Linked DNA regions of Urocitellus parryii: region 1 is linked to region 2. Evidence: chromatin contacts called from public Hi-C data. All regions are on one chromosome and are shown on one strand. The core of a region is the stretch at or near the end of the contact, and the rest is flanking DNA. Distances in the headings are between cores, read along the strand shown.

Region 1 (4,758 bases), core at 1,713-4,212, 160 kb after region 2:
GATTGTGAATTAGACACGAAGCCAGGTAGTTGGTTCTAACACCAGGCAACCAGAGAGCGGATGTTAAAACATGGCAGCCACACCCACTGCTCATGAATAATGAATGATCTTGCAGCAGCCTGGATGCCAAGGAGACCAAGCCTGCATCTTATTCATGAATAATGCATAAGGCCCAGTGGGCTGGAACAAAAGAGGCAGGACCGCCTATTGCTGCATCTAATACCTTGTACTCAGGGAAATGGGGCTACTGCAGGGAAAACCATGCTCCCCTGGCTCCTGAATAATGAATGATGCCGTTGCAGCAGCTCAACCTGGAAACTCAGAGAGGTCAAGAAAGGTCCCACCCAGTTTATTAATTATTCATGAGGTCGAATGGCCATAAACACTCATAGATAACCCTCCCAGCAAATAAGGATTTTATGATACATAGTCAAGGCAATGTGGTCATGCCTTTCTGTTCATGAGTAATAATAGATGACCCTGCAGAGACCAGGGAAACCCAGTGGAAAGCATAAGCCCCTCCTTCCCATCCCTCACTAACTGCTCAGGAACCAGGGCTGCCTTGGTCCAACCAAATCCAGATACACTATTTGCCTTTGACATGTGCCTCGGTTTCCCCAACTGTGAAGATTAAAATTGTGATTGAACCCATCCACCTCATAGAGATGAATTTGTTATGAAAATCAGTAAAAGTGAATTATGGAATGAGCCTTAGAACAATATCGCCACAAAACACTGCTAAATTTTTTAAATTACAATATGTATATCTTTAAAATACTATATGTGTGTATATATATATATATGTATATATACACACAAACATATTTACATTAATATAAAATTAGTTATGGGTGAGGATATCTCCAGCTACTTCAGAAACCCCCAACTTAGGCCACTATTTCCCCATCCAGAAAATCAAAATAACAGTAACTTACCTTGCATTGGAGTTTCTTTTTCCTCTTTCCCCCTTTCTTTTTTTGTTCTGGGAATTGAACCCAGGGGCACTTTACCACTGAGCTACATTCCCAGCCCTCTATCTATTTTAAGACAGGGTATCCCTAAATTGCTGAAGCTGGCCTCTAACTTGAGATTCTCTTGGTCTCCCGAGTTGCTGGGACCAGGTGTGCATCACTGCGCCTGGCTTGGGCTGGAGTTTAAATGCCTAAATTTGTAGAAAGGGTTTAGAACACTGATACATAGTAAATACTATATAACTAACAATAGTAGTCTCCTTTAAAAAAAATAGGGTATTGCCCAGGCTGATCTCACCAGGGCGCAAGTGATCCTCCAGCCCCGGCCTCCTTAGTGGCCTGACTACAGGTGTACAACACTGTGCCCAGCAGTGGTGCTACTATTAACTTGGGGGAAGGATGTTATAGCATTTGATTATTAAGACTATAGACTCAGGAACTAGACTGACTGGGTTTGAATCCTGGCTGGGCCACTGTGTGATCTTAGGCAAATTACTTAGCTTTCCTGTGTCCCAGTTTTCTCATCTATAAAATGGGATAATAATAACATACCTCCTAGGATTTTTCTGAAGATAAAATGGACTTATAAAGTCACTAAGGGCTGGGGTTGTAACTCAATGGTGGAGCGCTTGCCTTGCACGTGTGTGGCAGTGGGTTCCATCCTCAGCACCGCATATAAATAAATAAAGGTATTGTGTCCATCCACAACTAAAAATATTTTTTTAAAAAATCGCTAAATGAGCGATTTTATCCGTATACTCGTTATCCAGATACCCATTTTTCATGCTCATTCAAAGTTTGGCTAAATATCACACAACTAGCATGAAGCCATGAGATTTGAATCCAGAGGCTCGGTTGATAATCTGGGATTACTGGGCCAGAAGGAAGGAAATGCAGAGGCCTCATCCTTCACCAGACACAGGGCTTAAATCCTGGAATCTATAAGAGAAATCTAACCGCGGATCATGCAGATGAAGCTGTGAAAACCACGCCCCTCATAAATTGGGCACAGTGCCCCTAGAAAAGTCTCAGAAAACTCCGGGCACTACTCACCTCGATTGATTTTTGTATAAATAAGCAATAAACTCTAGTTTGCTCGGCAGGCTTTGGAATACCCCTTTAGCATGCCCCTTCTGAACGCTGTTCCGCCCCCTCGAGAATAATTCGCAAGCAGATACCTCTGGCGAACCAGGTGCGAAAGAGACCAAAAACTGCTTCCCACCACAGCCCCACCTCCTCATGAATAATGAAAAAAGCCGCGACCAACGAAGGCCGGGAAGCACTACGTCCGCTCAGGAAGAGCCTAGCAGACGGTCTCTTTCCCAGCCTGAGCTGGGGGGCTCCTCTCCCTGGGTCTGAGCCCCAACGTGTCCAGTCTCGCAGTCCCGAGTAACCTCATCAGGCGCGGAGACTTCATCATAGAACCAGAGGTCACAAAGACCACAGATACCTCCACAATGCCACGTCGGTCCCGAATGTTCCCACTGTCACCGGGTCCTGTCCTGAAACAAGCCCTCCCCAAACCTCGCCTAGACGTTAGTAATCTTCAACTCCTCCTCTCTCTCAAGGAAACACCCCAAATCCTGCCGGACGAGTACACATATACAGACCCTAAGTCTCCCCTAGCCTCCCCTAAGTCCTGCCTCCGAGGGGTATAATTATGCCTGCCTCAGAGGGGTACTCCTCGAAACTGACTCCCAAATCCCACCCCAGGGTCCCCCAAAGGCCGCCTACTAAGGGTCTTCTCAAAAGCAGACATCCCACAAATGCCACCCCGGGCCCGTAGCCACCAGATATACCCATTAAGGGATCCCCAAAGTTGGGTTTGGGGGGCGCCCTCCTCCAAATGCTGTCCAAGGGGCTTGGGGAAAAGGTGCTCCAGCTCACCCCCTGTGCCGGGCGGAAGCCTCGCCTTCTTTTTGGAGATGAGCCGAAGCCACGGGGCAACGGAAGAGCAAACCACCTCCGTCGTGCAAGAAGAACCAGAGTTTGCGCGGAGGTCGGAAGCGCGGGGCCTTAGAGGGCCCCCGGTCTGGAATGTACCACAGATGCTTGGCAAGAGGGGTGTTTGCCTCTGCTCCAGTGCTTCTGGCGCCCGTTTCAGATCCAGATACCCCTACAAGCTATGGTACGTCCCAAACGCGAGTGGCATGCTGGGGTTGGTAGTCCTGTCTGGCCAGTGCCTGGTGCACGTGGTGGGTATCAGCGCGCAGAATTCGGGAAAATGTAAGCAAGAGCTGAGGATTTCCGGGAGCCGTACTCTGTGCTGTGGGAAAAGGGAACGGAAAGTGATGGTGCCTCCAGATTAAAAGGCACACCCATCCTACAGATGGAGAGACTGAGGCTCAGGTAGCCAAAGGAGTTCATTCATTTGTCGTTTATGGAGCTCAAACTGTGGGCCAAGTGATGGGGAGTCTTGCCTTCGTGAAACTAACATTTTGGAGTGAGACAGACCATAAACATAAAAAATAAGTAAAAATTATAGTTTCACATATAAATATGTATCATAGTAGGTATCTGTGATTATATAATATAAGTCACTTATTTTATTTTTTATAATATAGGGTCTCCCTTCTGTTGCCCAAGCTGGTCTCAAAATACTGGGCTCAAGTGACCCTCTTCCCTCAGTCTCCCAAGTAGCTGGGACGAAACAAGTCTCTAGGTGGGCTTGATTTTTGTTTGCAGTACTGATGAACAAACTCAGACCTTGGTATTCTAGGCAAGCCCTCTACCACTAAAAGTTACATCTATAATATAAATTATATATAATAAAAATACACATAAAGGTCTGCATTTGTGGTTCAATGATAGAGCGCTTGCCTTGAATGCGGGAGGCATGGGTTCAATCCTCAGCACCACATAAAATAAATAAAGGTATTGTGTTCATCTACAACTAAAAAAAAAAAAAAGAATACACATAAGGACCACGTTTTGCATAAAGTGATAGCTAGTATCAATATGTAAATAATTCACATGCATTTGTATCTGATGAATGTCTTACTGTAAATTCAGTGTGTATATTATGTATTCGAGGGCTGGGGTTGTAGCTCAGTGGTGGAGTACTTCCTTTGTACGTGCAAGGCACTGGGTTCAATCCTCAACACTGTAAAAAAAATATATAAATTCATATGTGAATATATATTGTATAAATATATATAAGTAACAGTAATTATGTATTGTATATAAAGTCATTGCATTGCCTAATGATGTGATATAAACATCAAAGATATAAACATACATAAATCTAGATGGTATAGCCTACTACATACCTAGGATCTGTGGTTTAACTTTTACTCTTAGGCTACAAATGTGTACATCACATTGCAGTACTGAATACTGTAGACAAGTGTAATGCAATGGTATTGTGCATCTAAACATAGTAATGATACAGCACCACATAAAAATAAATAAAATAAAAATAAAGGCACTAGATAATATAGCATTTTTTTTTAATTTTTAATATTTATTTATTTATTTTTTTTTAGTTCTCGGCGGACACAACATCTTTGTTGGTATGTGGTGCTGAGGATCGAACCCGGGCCACACGCATGCCAGGCAAGCGCGCTACCGCTTGAGCCACATCCCCAGCCCATAATATAGCATTTTGACTAGCGTGTACAAAGCCCTAGGGTCAATCCCCAATCTCTCTCTCTCTCTCTCTCTCTCTCTCTCTCTCTCTCTCTCACACACACACACACACACACATAAGCACACAAATAGCAACAGAATGCTGCATTTTAGAGCCATGCATGTGGTGCCCGCTTCTAGACCCAGCTTTTAGCCTGCC
Region 2 (5,084 bases), core at 1,908-4,407:
CTTGACCACTGAGCCACATCCCCAGCCCTATTTTGTATATTATTTAGAGATGGGGTCTCAGAGTTGCTTAACACCTCGCTTTTGCTGAGGCTGGCTTTGAACTAGTGATCCTCCTGCCTCAGCCTCCCAAGCCCCTGGGATTACAGGCATGCACCACTGTACCCAGCCTTTTATAACATTCTTGAAATGGCACAATTATTTATTGTATTAGGAGACAGTTTAGTAGTTGCCGGAGGTTAAGGAGGGAGTGGGGATGGGAGGGGAGTGGTCACGGCTATTAAAGAGTAACATGAGATATCCTTGTGGGATGGATGACAATATCCTGGTAACGATCTTGTACCAAAGTTTAATAAGATGTTACCATTAGGGGAAACTAGGTAAACAGTACATTGCATTTGAATCTATAATTATTTCAAAATAAAAACAAACTAGAGAAATAATGAAAGAAAATAGCAAATAGAAAAAAGTAGGGGCTGGGGATGTGGCTCAAGCTGTGGCGCGCTCGCCTGGCATGCATGAGGACTGGGTTCGATCCTCAGCACCACATACAAACAAAGATGTTGTGTCCGCCGAAAACTAAAAAATAAATATTAAAAAAGAAAAAAAAAGTAGGCTCCTCCTCCTTACCTCAAATGGTCTTCCAGGTTCTCCTGGAATCTGTGCAGGGAACCTCTGTGGTGATTTCCCATTAGCTGGCATGTTCATCCTGGACCTCAGTCCCCCTTCCAAAGCTGGGGAGATGTCCATATGCAGACAATTCTGCAGCCTCCAGTAAGGTACAAGGCTCAATGGCTCCACAGAGACATCAAGAAATCCTAAAAGGGACAGTATCCATGTCATCAGTGTTGTTCCACATTCATCCCACAAAATTCAACAACCTCTATTCTGAGTATTATTCAGCATGGATTATGAAAATGATAATGAAATCTGGGATCAAATTAATGGACTTGGAGTCCCTTATCCTTGAGTGGCTCCACAGGGTGCTTCACACTCTACAAGCCAGCCTACTCTTCAATTCCAGATCTGGGTTTGAAGGGAGGGTAGAAGTGGGGCAGAGAATGGTGAAGCTCCAAAGGGTAGGTAGAGAAGGGACTTGTTCCTGGGGACCTGGTAGGTGACTGAAGACAGGAGACTTAGCAATCTCAGTGAAAATGAATGGGTAGTCTCTTCTGCCACTTTTTATTATTTTTCCATTTTAACATTTAAAATCTTTCTCCCTCTATTTTTTTTTTTTTTTGTACCGTGGGTTGAACTCTAGGGGAATTCGACCAATTGACTCACATTCCCAGTCCTTTTTTGCATTTTATTCAGAGACAGGGTCTCACTGAGTTGCTTAGCGACTTGCCACTGCTGAGCCTGGATTTGAACTCCTGATCCCTCTGCTTCAGCCTCCCAAACGGCTGGGATTACAGGTGCATCCCCAGACTTTTTATTTTATTTTGAGACAAGGTCTTGCTAAATTGCTGGGGTTGGCCTCAAATTTGAAATCCTCCTGCCTCAGCCCCCCATATTACTAGGATTCCAGGTGTGCATCACCACACCAACTGGAAAAAATGTTTTAAAAACTCTCTTAAAAATTCTTCTACAGGAGAGTTTGAGTCTCTCCTTTCCAGAAGATGGTAAACATTAATACTGTTATGTATTACATCAGCAAATTAGGGGTGACATGCTGCTACTAATTTATACCCCAAAGGCATCTAACACAGTTCAACAGCCATTACTAATAAAAGCTCAGACTAAAATTAGAGAAGAAAATAAGTTAAATATCACAAAAATTACTTATGAAATTGAAACATAGCCCTGAAATATTATACCAAAAAGTAAATGGAACTATTGCCATTGAAATTAGTAAAAAGGGCTGAAGGTGTAGAATGCATGCTTAGCATATGTGAGACCCTGGGTTCCACTCCTGCATCACAAAAACAAAAAAGAAAAAGAGGTAATCCCAGCAACTGAGGAGACTGAGGCAGGAGGATCACAAGCAGGAGGCCAGCCTCAGCAACTTAGAACTTGTCTCAAAATAAAAAATAAAAGAGGCTGGGGATGTAGCTCAGTGGTAAAGCACCATGGAATTCAATCCCTAGGACAGACAGACACACACACACACACACAAAGATAGACTCCTGCTATGTCTCAAAAATTGTTTTGTGAGCTCTAGATGAAATAGAGTAAATATTAAGAAATGAAAATGTAGCTTTCTTTGCCAGTGATTTGATTTTATACATTCAAAACTTACCAGACTGCTAAAGGGTTACTAGGATTCACAAGGTACAGTGAAAAGGGGCTGGATTCGAGATAAAATGATAACAGCAGATACTTTTTCCCTATAATAGCAATGAGCAAATGGAAATGGAAGAAAAATCTATTAATAATTATAATAGCAGGAAACATATAACATCTAAGAATAAACTTGTTAGAGGAGTTGGGCCTATACAATTAAAATGGTTTAGAAATTTGGACAAAATATGGCTGCACATCTGTAATCCCAGAGATGGGGGAGACTGAGGCAGGAAGATCAAAATTTTAAGGCCAGTATCTACAAGGTGGTGAGGCTGTAGCTCAAAATTTAAATAAAATAAAATAAAAATAAAAAGGGCTGGGGACGTAGCTCAGTGGTAAAGCGCCCTGGGTTCAATCTCCAGGAAGAGAAAAAACAATTTTAAAAAATGATGCTTCATAACCCTCTTCAATCTATTGTATGAAATATGATATGTCAAGAGCTTTGTAATGTTGTGAACAACCAATAAAAAATCAATAAATTAATTTAAAAAAAAAATGATGCTTCAAGGGAGCTGAAAGCAGACTACCCCAGAGGCTCCTAACCTTGACCCCCACAGACTCTCATTCACTGGGTTCTTTAATTCACCAGCAACTGGCACACAAAACCTTCCAATTTATCCTTCCCAAAATACAACAAAGCCATCACCTCAAAACCACCTGAGAGACTGTCACGCCATATACCCTCATGCACTGGCTTTAGTGCCACGCGCCGAGACTTAAATGGCCTCTGAGGACCATTTCCGTTTCCTGTCCTCACCCCAGACACTGCACCTTCTAGGACTGTTGGTTTTGCACCCAATCATAAGGGCTGAGAGGTTGCAGTCTACTCACACTTGAACAAGGTGTTGTTACGGATCGGCAGAGACTTTGGCCGTGAATGGCGTTATCAGGACATCAACATGGCCGCGCTAGGGCTTCTCTCCATGAGAGCCGCCATATTTGCGCCCAATTCCGTACAGCGGGCTGTTCCACAGAAGGCGGGATCAACGGGGGTGTTCAGGTGTAGAAGCTTGGCGAAGGCAAGCTTCCGGTAGACGCTGGACTTTGGAAATGGATTCTGTAGATCAGTACAAAGTTTAGCAAAACAAAGTTGCCTTTCCTTCCGGGAGCATAGGGAGGTGTACCCTTAGCTCTTAAGTAGATACATTGAGCAAGAGGGAAAAGGACTCAGGATGGTACAATCCTCTTCTTGGCGCTACCACTGGGATGAGGAGGAGAAGTCAGGTTAAAGCGGCACAGGTTCCCTCATGGGCGATACCATTGGAGAAGACCGGAGGGGGGGAGAATTAGGGTGATAAGTCTCCTCTTAATGTGCCACAATTGCCGTAGAGGGGACTTGAATCCCCCTCAATTTCCATTATCCAGATAAGAGGATGGTAGCCAGGAATAATAAAAATAATAGTCTTCCACATGGACAACTAAGGTTTTTCAACAAACTCTCAATAGAAAAATGTTTAGTAAACGTTATAAGGATACTTTTGGTGAAATGTACCTCCAAGGACATATCTCCTCCTCTTGCTGCCAACAAGATACAGCTGATTAGCATCTCCTGTATGTAAATTCAGAAGCTGCTAGTGAATTATGGATTTTCTTTATATGTGAACTCCTACACATTTTTCCAAACCTAGTCCAAATATATACTCCTCCAGGAAGCCTTCCCTGATTAGAGGTAGGGGGATATTTTCCCTGCTGAAGTTGTTTCAGAACCAGCAGGTAGGTTATGGCTTAGCTTGGGTATGGATAACTAGCACCCTAAAGACATCTAAATCCTCTCTCTGGGCCGTAGCTCATCATTACCCCCACTTTCTTTGTCCATCTTGCAGTATTGGTGAGTTGAAAGAAAGACAATGACATCTGTGAGAATACTGCTATAAGGCATACACTTCTACAAAAATTCCCCAAACTCATTATTGTTGTGACTTCTGCTCAACATCTCAAACCCTGGACTCTGTTAACTCATCCACCACCAATGCCTCTGTAAACTGATCTTAAACATGGATCAGGCTAGGCGCAGTGGCACACACCTGTAATTCCAGAGGCTCTGGAGGCTGAAGGAGGAGGATAGTGAGTTTAAAGCCAGCCTCAGCAAATTAGCAAGACCCTAAGCAACTCAGAGAGACCCTGTCTCAAAATAAAGTATTTTTTAAAAGGGGAGGGATGTGGCTTAGTGGTTAAGTGCCCTGGGTCCAATCCCCAGTACAAGAAAAAAAAAATCTATTAACTCCCCAACACCTATGTCTATCAATGATTCCTGCATTTTCATTTTGAATCCAAACTTCTCTGTGTGTGTGTGTGTGTGTGTGTGTGTGTGAGGATTGAATTCATAAGCACTCTACCACTAAGCCATGCCCCCAGGCCATTTTATTGGCCACAAATTGTGATCCTCCTGCCTTAGTCTCCTGAGTTGCTGGGATTACAGGCTTGTACCACTGTAACAAGCCAAATCCAAGCTTCTTGTTATGGTTTGAATCTGGAATGACCATCCAAATTTGCATGTGCTCAGAAGTGAGGCTTTGGGGGAATAACAAGATCATGAGAGTTCTGACCTCATTAGTGGATTAATCCATTGATGGCTGAATGGACTACTGTGAAGTGGAAACTAGTTGAAGGAATCAGGTCACTTGGGTCGTGCCCTGGTCACCCCTGAAACCTTTGTACCTGTAAGCCAAAATATATCTTTCCTCCTCTAAGTTGTTTTTCTAAATATTTGCCAAAGTAACAAAAGGCTGACTACCATACTTCTGCTTGCTAACTCTTCTTTTATAAATTGAGAGACTGGATATCTATTAGTTTTCCACTAACAA

The links. A called contact is a pair of places that touch in the nucleus more often than the background predicts.
Region 1: a Hi-C map of muscle shows a contact between it and region 2, with 8 times the contacts expected there. The contact joins the promoter of Uba1 here to the promoter of Znf157 in region 2. A contact is called at or near these places in 2 of 2 Hi-C or Micro-C datasets (liver and muscle).

Annotation. Positions count from the first base shown.
Region 1 is chrX:92,678,423-92,683,180 of mUroPar1.hap1, forward strand. Uba1 (ubiquitin like modifier activating enzyme 1) reads right to left here and starts at 2,963. Exons shown (of 26, transcript XM_026413735.2): 1 at 2,859-2,963.
Region 2 is chrX:92,520,537-92,525,620 of mUroPar1.hap1, forward strand. It overlaps Znf157 (zinc finger protein 157), which reads right to left and starts at 3,158. Exons shown (of 5, transcript XM_077793963.1): 1 at 3,112-3,158; 2 at 628-815. The coding sequence starts at 747.